Regions from separate parts of the Mus musculus genome. Here region 1 is linked to region 2. Evidence: chromatin contacts called from public Hi-C data. All regions are on one chromosome and are shown on one strand. Each heading gives the region's core, a stretch centred on a gene start, on an enhancer-like site or on the middle of the called end of the contact. The rest is flanking DNA. Distances are from core to core; before and after follow the strand shown. Region 1 has its middle 7.7 kb from the start of Gm33728. Region 2 holds the start of Aldh8a1 (aldehyde dehydrogenase 8 family, member A1).

Region 1 (4,084 bases), core at 1,323-3,822, 120 kb before region 2:
TAATGACCAGGGATTGATTCCCTTAATTCCTTGTACATTATGGGTTCTACCCTTTGCTGAAGGACTCTCTCTCTCTCTCTCTCTCTCTCTCTGGTGTGTGTGTGTGTGGTATGTGGTGTGTGTGTGGTGTGTGTGTGTGTGTGTATGTGTGTGTGTATGTGTACGTGTATGAATGTGTGGTGTGTGTGTGTGATGTGTGTGTGTGTGTGTGTGTGTGGTGTGTATGTGTGGTGTGTATGTGTGGTGTGTATGTGTGGTGTGTGTGTGTGGTATGTGGTGTGTGTGGTATGCGTGTGTATGTGTACATGTGTGAATGTGTGTGTGTGGTGTGGGGGGTGTGTGTGTGGGGATGTGTGTGTAGTGTGTGTGGTATGGTATGTGATGTGTGTGATGTGTGTGGTATGTGGTGTGTGTGTATGTGTACATGTGTGAATGTGTGTATGTGTGTGTGTGGTATGTGGTGTGTGTGTATGTGTACATGTGTGAATGTGTGTGTGTGGGGTGTGTGTGTGTGTGTGTGTGTGTGTGTGTGTATCCTTGTGCCTGAACCATACTTTCAACTCCCAGGCATAGTTTTTTTTCCATGTAAATTTTATGCCACACAAATCTTCCATGTTTCAAATTAATAACATTTAAAAAATCTTCAAAACAATTTTAAACAAAACTCATTATTTCTTCTCTCTAGTGTTTTGCAAACTTTGTTTTCCAATTTAAAAATAATAGCTTAAATAAATAAATAAAGGCAGGCAGTGATGGCAGACATCTTTAATCCGACCACTCAGGAGGCAGAGGCAGGCGGAACTGAGTTCGAGGACAGCCTGGTCTACACGGTTTCAGGACAGGCAGAGCTATACAGAGAAACTCTGTCTAAAAAAAACCTCACCAAACAAACAAAGCCACCAGCCACTCTTACTGTGCACAGGCATCCTGAAGACCATGTCGCAAAGCTTACAAACATTTCTCCACAGAAAGCACTGCTGTTCGCAGCAAATGTGTCATGCTTAGTTTATACTTAGAGTGTAAATAATTAGACAGGCAGAAATATTGACCAGGTGGGCCACTTACATATATTCACATATTGATCTAAAACATACTACTGTGAATCACAGTAGCAAGAATATACTGCAGTATTGCAGGGTGCTCTTGAGCATATGTAGTGGTGGTTTTCAAGGCATTTAAAAGCACTCTGCACTTGACACCACTTGTGTGCATCTGAGGCATGATTAGACGATTAATGTTCGTTAGTATCAATAAAACTTCTAAAGATTCTAACTACAAGGAGTATCCATAAAGCAGTATTTAATTTAATTTAAGATAAAAGGTTTTAAGTGAAATTTATGGATAGAATCTGGTGACCCAATTTCTCTTCTGTTTTAGACACCTCATTTTTTTTTAAGTAGCAAAACATAAGTTGAATTGTTGATTTTTCATAGTTCCACACTCAAGAGGTGAATGACCCTAAAGGGATTCGGTGAACATCATTAAATTACTTTCAATATTTGTGATTTGTGTTTTCCACATGTGACACAGCTTGCAATGCCTAGTTGAATCATCATATAGTTTAAACAAACCATTTTTTCTATCAGGGGTATATATTATTGTATTATTAGTGAGTACATACAGATGTTTCAGAATCACACTCAAGAGTTTATATTATAATCAGAAACTATCAATAGCTAGTTAATGAACAACCTGATGATATCAAAATGTAACCTCTAGGTTACAGATCAGTATTAAAACGCCTGCTTTACATGCACAGGATAAAGCCCCAGGTTCAATCCCTAGTAAAACAACAACAACAACAACAACAAAACACACACACACACACACACACACACACACACACACGCACACCAATGAGGGAAGGATCTAGTATTTGTGGAAGAACATGTCTTCTAAACTATGTCTCTAACCCTGACACACTGGCTTTATCTCACTGGGTGGGAACTGTCACTATGTGCAACAAACTTTCATCATCGTGTGGTGACAATTTCTGTATCTCTGTGATAGCAGGGATAGTCTATTGTACAGCTGGTGACCCATCTTGACTTATGAGACTTTGAACTCTGTAACAATCCATGTGGAAATGGTGCCTTCACCCTGTTTAGAGTTGTCTTTTCTTAAGCTAGCAATTAAAAATTAGGGGTAACTTTTTTTCTCTTCATTCTTTCTGGGTTGGTACTTAGTGGCATATATCTCTGTTTTGAGCTCCTGGGCATTGGGAAGGAGACAGAGAGACAGAGGCTAAGGAAGAGAAAGAGGAGAGGGGAAGGGAGAAGAAAGAGGACTGGAGAGAAGAGAAGTAAGGGGTTGGAGAGAAGAGAAGGAGAGAAGGCAGAGCGGGAGAGGAAGAAAGGACCCTGACAGACCAGGAAGAAAACACTATAATAGTGGCTGTAATCACTGATGAACATGGGTTTTATTGGCCATCTCATAAGCACAGTAAACACGTTTTGTTTTGTTTTGTTTTGTTTTGTTTTGTTTTAAGCTATTTCTGAGTCCCCGCAGTAAGTACAGTCCAAGATGAAGCTGAGCTCATGGCACATGTGCCCAACCAGGTAGGCAGCACTTCTGCCTTAGGTCTGAGTTCCAGTTCCCTTGGGCTCCGGGGACCTGTAGCAGCTAGGCAGGGCCTCTGCTCTGAGACTGAGCCCCAGCTTTGCTAGGCTTTGAGGTTCTGACCAGCTCAGCTTTTGGGTGGTGGTTTCCTGTTGCAGGACATTTGATCACATTGTGAACCCTGGATTGTGAACTGGAAAAAAATGTGTTTCTTGTTGTGGTGTGTCTCAGCCCTAGCATACACCTATAGCCCAAGAGCTTTCTGTAAAGAAGAGCTAAATAAAGTTAACTATAGGTTAAGAGGCAGAGCAAGCAACGGTTGACAGAGAGTGAACATAAGAAAATCCAGGATAGAGGGAGGAGTGTCTTTGAGTTGGAGGGTATTTAAGATAGCATGGAAAAGAAGGAGAGGGAACATTTTCCTTTCGGGATGCTGGTGGAGTAGGAAGGTCAGCTGGGTGTTTTCTCTGCTTCTCTGAGCTAGCAGGCTTTTATCACAGTATCTGGCTCCTATATCTTCATTTTGGTGAATTGAATGTTTGGGATTTTGTTTTTAAAATAACAGTTTCTGGGACTACTCTCCTCTGTGTGGCTTCCATGTTCTATTTTGATTTTTTGAAACTTCTTGACTATCTGACGAGTTTCTTATTTACTGTATTAATAGTTTTCAATGATGGACCCCTTTGTTTCCTGGGTGAGCTCTCATGGTGCCAATGTGGAGCCATAATTAAATTGGCTCCAGGAAGGCATGGAAAGGTAGAAAAAATTTCCTGTCTGCAAGGCGAGAATTTGGTGGACATAGAAAATAAACAAGAGCTTGATGGGGGCTTTGTTTGCCTTCAAACTCAGTGCCTAGGAGGAAGAAACAGACAGATCTCTGTGAGTTTATATAGTGAATCCCAGGCCAACCAGAGGTATGTAGTGTGACCCTGTTAAAGAAAGAAGGAAAGAAGAAAGGAAGGAAGGAAGGAAGGAAGGAAGGAAGGAAGGAAGGAAGGAAGGAAGGAAGGAATAAATGGTGGGTGGGTTACGTTCTTAGATTTCTTAACAAACCTATGCTTGCTCTGCCTCCTCCTTTTACTCGTTCCTGTGTTCGTGGTGGGACAATGAATTTGAAAGCTATTGGTTCAGGGTGACTTTGGTGACCAGCTCCCCAGGTTGAGTCCAGTAAGAGCTGAGAGAGACCCTGTTCACACTCCAAGAACACACATCACTAGAAACCAAAATAAAGTCAAGTTTAATCTTTAAATTGTCATGATTTTTGTCTCCTGATATACTAAAGGAAAAAAAGGAAAGGTAATTCTATTTCTATATCTTAATCAAATACAAGTTTGAAATGAAAAATAAATATAAATTGATGGACAATTACATATTAAGGGTAAAGTTGCTAACTCATTCTATATAACTAAAGGACAAATTCAGGTTTCAGAGATAATAAAAACCCCTGAGCAATCTGTCAGATAACTGAATAGTCCTTTGTTTGGCCCTGTGTGCTTTCTAGTGTAGGGCGATGTTTCTGGTGTGT
Region 2 (4,246 bases), core at 467-2,966:
AGGAGATGAAATTCCAATCTTAAAGAAAAGCTCAAAGGAACAAGCACAGAAGTTTCATAGGGCCGTAAGGGACAGAGGGAGTGGGAGGCAGCCCCCGTAGTTCTGTTCTGTTTCTAGCCGGAAGCAGTGGTAGCCTGCTGGCCAGTGTGAGAGGGTGAATTCTGCCTTTTGGCCTGCAGGGACCTTAGGGAATGGCGTGTTGGCTGGCAGGCCGAGGAAACAGAGTTCAGGGCAGGTGCTGCCATTGGAGGAGTCAGCTCCATAGGAGCCCTGTTGTGGGGCTGGGGGACGGACAGAGAGTAGAGGCAAGATTTGGAGAGTGTAGCTCAGAGTCAAAGGAGGAGGGGGAAGAAGCTGGCCAGGAGGGAGGGAGAGAGGGAGGGAGGGAAAGACAGAGACAGGGAGGGAGGAGATTCATGGTCAGTAAGAAATTGAAGATGCTCTCTTTACATTTTAAACATTCTACAAGGTAGAAATACAGAGAATGGAAACACAGCAATACAGCAGCCAAAACATTTCCACAACTGGTGAAAGACAAAGCCAGTGGTAGAAAAGCAGCCTCTTCCAGTCACGGTTAAGAACAAATTCTCACCAAATGCACTGTGGTGAAAATGGGACGCCAAAGACGACAGACAGCCGTCAGTAGGTGGAGACGTGAAGTACAGGAAGGATGGGGAGATAGCAACATGGAGAACAGAAGGAACAAGACCTTCAGAGGGTTACTTGCAAAATACAAAACAAGCGCTATGATGCACAAGAGAGTTTGGTTATCCATGGAGCCTCAGCAGAGTGAACGGTGGTGTGTCCTGTCCTCTCAGAGGCCATGTGCTGGTCTGTTCAGCTGTGACAGAATAACTGAAAATCGATCACTTGAGAGAACCTGAATTCTTGTTGTTCTGGAGACTGGGAAGCCCATGATGTTGGTGTGAGGAGATTGTGTATGGTAAATATCCCCTGCCTCTGCCACTTCCTCACCAGGCAGGGCAGCTGTGCTCCTGCGGCAGAAGGCACAAATGACCCATAGCCTGTTTCGAAGGCACCACCGAGGCCGTGAGCAGCACCTTAACTCCAGGAGTGCCCACTTAAACACTGCCACTGGAGGGTTAAACGTGCCCGAATTCTGAGCGTTCAAACCACGGCATTGCCGGGTAGTGAAGACGGCTCCCTTGCTCCTGTGGCCAGTCCCTACAGGGACATGGATGCATCCTCCTGAGATGGACTCACAGGCTGTTAGGTGTAAATGTAGCTAAAGTTTCTTCTCATTTCCTGTCAGTACTTGAGTGTTCATGTGTGACCTTGGCCACATTGTGTAACCTTCCAGAGGCTCAATGCCTTCCCTAGAAAGGAGGAAGTAAGGATTGCTGCATGGGACAATATTCTGTGGAGCCAATTTTCTTTATGCTTTGCACTTCGTGTTTAAACAGTGGGCACTTATGGTGCAGTGCCGATAAAATCATCTCACACACACACACACACACACACACACACACAGTTGATATGAAAGGACAATCTGAAGACATTGTACATATGTAACTTGATGTTAGTTTAATGCAGTGCCCATTTCTCAGAATGGACCATGAGTTGCCTTCAAGAACCATCCGAGTTTGGAATCAGGAAAGTTCTGAAGCGCAGCGGGTCTCCTCCTCCCAGGTTCGGATATGCAAATGAGGACACTGGGCCTGGGGGTGAGATGAGGGTGTCCAAAGTCCTGAGGGCAGTCACAGAGGGCTGCTGTACACAGAGGGCACTTTCCTAACATGGCTGGAAAAAGGGAACTTTTGATGTTGGAGAACTTTATAGGTGGGAAGTTTTTACCCTGTAACTCATATATAGATTCTTACGATCCATCAACAGGGGAAGTTTATTGCAAAGTTCCAAACAGTGGGAAAGAAGAGGTAAGTCTATTCACTTGGGAAACTAAAACGTATTTACTGTGTTGACAAATTGTAGACAACCATTTTCTAAAACTAAAGGGGAGAGGATGAAGGAAAATGTAGCATTTTATAAGGTAGTTTATCATATGAATGGACTGGTCTGAGCTGGAATGGCTCTGAGTTTACTATGTTCAAGAGAAAGTTGTTAGCTGTGGGAACAGTGGTTTTAATGTTTGTAATTCTCAGACAGATTGTAATAGTTATAGAGAACTCTTACGATATGAAATGCATCCTTCTCTCTACAAAGTGCCCACTGGCTCCATGGGTTTATAAAAATAAATCTTGAAAACTTAAATTGGGAACAAAACAAAAGCCCAGTACTTTATTTTAGACCATCATCTGATAGTTCCTCATATCTCTGAGAATACCCAGTCTAATAAAGCCAGTTATTTGAGTAATGAAGCTGAAAATTAAACTCTCATGTCATTTCATTAAACTTAACAACTTAAAAAATGAGGGTTCATGTCCCTTTCTCTTTCCTTTTTCTTTCTTTTCTAGTTATGAAGAATTAAGTCACTTGGGGAATTTTGTAAAATGCTTGAGATATATTTAATGTTATGAATTATTGCACTGAGAATAAAAAATGTTTGGTGTGCTGAGTGACTGATGTGTGTGTGGTTACCAAATGCAAACCGCCCATTGTTTATTCTTTTCAAGGCACAAACAACTCGATTATAATATAATTCCAATCTTCCTATATAAATATATCTTATATGCCAAGTTTTTTCTTCAAAAATTCAACTTTTTTTCTTCACTGGTAAATTTTAAATCTGTCTTCTAGAGGAAAAAAACAACTTTAGACTCTGTACTAAAGTTTAAGAATATTGGGTAACTTGTTAGTTACATTGTAACCAGCAATTTTGCTTGCTTCCAATGACCCAAACTGCATGAGACCAAGGCTTCTCTTCTCCATCTCCTGGTGTTTCCAAAGTGAGGAGATGCAGGTGGAGTGTGGTACCGGCTGGCACTTCTTCAGGAAATAGAATAAAACATATTTGCTTTTGCTTTTCCAGTAATATGTATGTTTTATTTTCTCAGCAATCCAGTTTGCAAATATTTTGGGTTCCACAAAAGCTGTGTCTTTGTTGATTTTACAAGATATGTGCCGAATTTTGGGCCTGTGTGAGTGTGTGTGTGTGTGTGTGTGTGCGTGCTTGCTCGAGCGCGCTTGCTTGCATGCAGTGCAAACTGAGATAGTACAACCTGTAGACTTAATCTGAACCATACAGGAGGGCAGAAAAGCACTCAGATGCATTCTGAGTGCATCACGTTTTGGCCACAAGAGGGCATCTGCTTATTTACCCTGGGAGCCCCACACTCCCGTTCCAACAGAAGCCTCTATCATGGGTAGGGCGAGGAAACTTATGCTATAACAGTGGTTCTCAGCCTGTGGGTCAAGACTCTGATGGAGGTCAAAAAGATCTTTTCACAGGGGTTCAGCACTTGGGGTGTAGAGTTAGGAGATGAGCTAGTCACTTCAAGTGCCAGGGACAGCCGTAGGACGTGATCACACAGTGAAGACTTGACTTTATAAACTGTCAGCTCTTAATTAAGAGCTTTGGAAGTTTGACACATCTAGACAACTTTCCTATCCCACACTAGATAAAAAAACAATATGTTCTTTGGGAAATGATTGAGAATTCTCCTCTTTTAAAATTAAAATCACTCTTTCCAAATTACTTGAAGGCTGCATTTTAGATGCCTTGGTAAAGATTGTGCGTGCTCCTCTTCCTGACCCCCAGCTCCTGTCTATGGATTTGACTCTGAGTTTGCAAGTTGAGCATCTGACCTACCTTAGAACTACATGCTGCTGGTGTGGCAGTGTGTGTGTGTGTGTGTGTGTGTGTGTGTGTGTGTGTGTGTAGTGGCTGCCTCTCAATCAATCCCTTTGAGATGTAGCCTCAGCCCCTCCTAGATCCCCATTCAGCCCAACTGGCTCAGGCCATAGTTGCTTTCTCTGTAAAAGGAAAAGCTGCCCGGGTGAAGGCAGCGGGCTGCACTTTTGTCAGCTCTGCAGCTCTCTCGGTGGTGGAGCAGCTGTAGCTTGCTCCATTTAGTGCAAAGAAGGATGCAGCTAGCATGTGTCTGCCACAGCTGGCTGGCTACCCTTCACCCAGCAAAGGAGAGCTGGTCACTTGCACTATCACTGCTACAGACACCTTTTATTTTAATGGCATGAAAATAAAATGTTCATTTCTCTGGGATAAATTCTGGGGAGGGTGTTACTGACTAGCAGGGCAGTGGGTGGGGGGAGGGTGTGTGTGTGTGTGTGTGTGTGTGTGTGTGTGTGTGTGTGTGGCTGCCTAAGAGGT

Evidence for each region. A called contact is a pair of places that touch in the nucleus more often than the background predicts.
Region 1: a Hi-C map of the G1E-ER4 cell line shows a contact between it and region 2, with 3 times the contacts expected there. The contact joins the enhancer-like site here to the promoter of Aldh8a1 in region 2. A contact is called at or near these places in 7 of 39 promoter capture datasets (embryonic stem cells, liver and stem cell-derived epiblast-like cells), 5 of 484 Hi-C or Micro-C datasets (the G1E-ER4 cell line, embryonic fibroblasts and liver) and 1 of 9 other capture datasets (embryonic stem cells).

Annotation. Positions count from the first base shown.
Region 1 is chr10:21,257,854-21,261,937 of GRCm38.p6, forward strand. No RefSeq gene overlaps it. Among named protein-coding and RNA genes, the nearest start is that of Gm33728, 7.7 kb to the left of the region's middle. Within about 2 kb of position 2,573, at least 14 of the 459 cell types and tissues checked have an H3K27ac peak or open chromatin away from gene starts, as enhancers often do. A contact at or near this core is called in the G1E-ER4 cell line and liver, where this site is marked.
Region 2 is chr10:21,375,584-21,379,829 of GRCm38.p6, forward strand. It overlaps Aldh8a1 (aldehyde dehydrogenase 8 family, member A1), which reads left to right and starts at 1,717. Exons shown (of 7, transcript NM_178713.4): 1 at 1,717-1,895. The coding sequence starts at 1,758.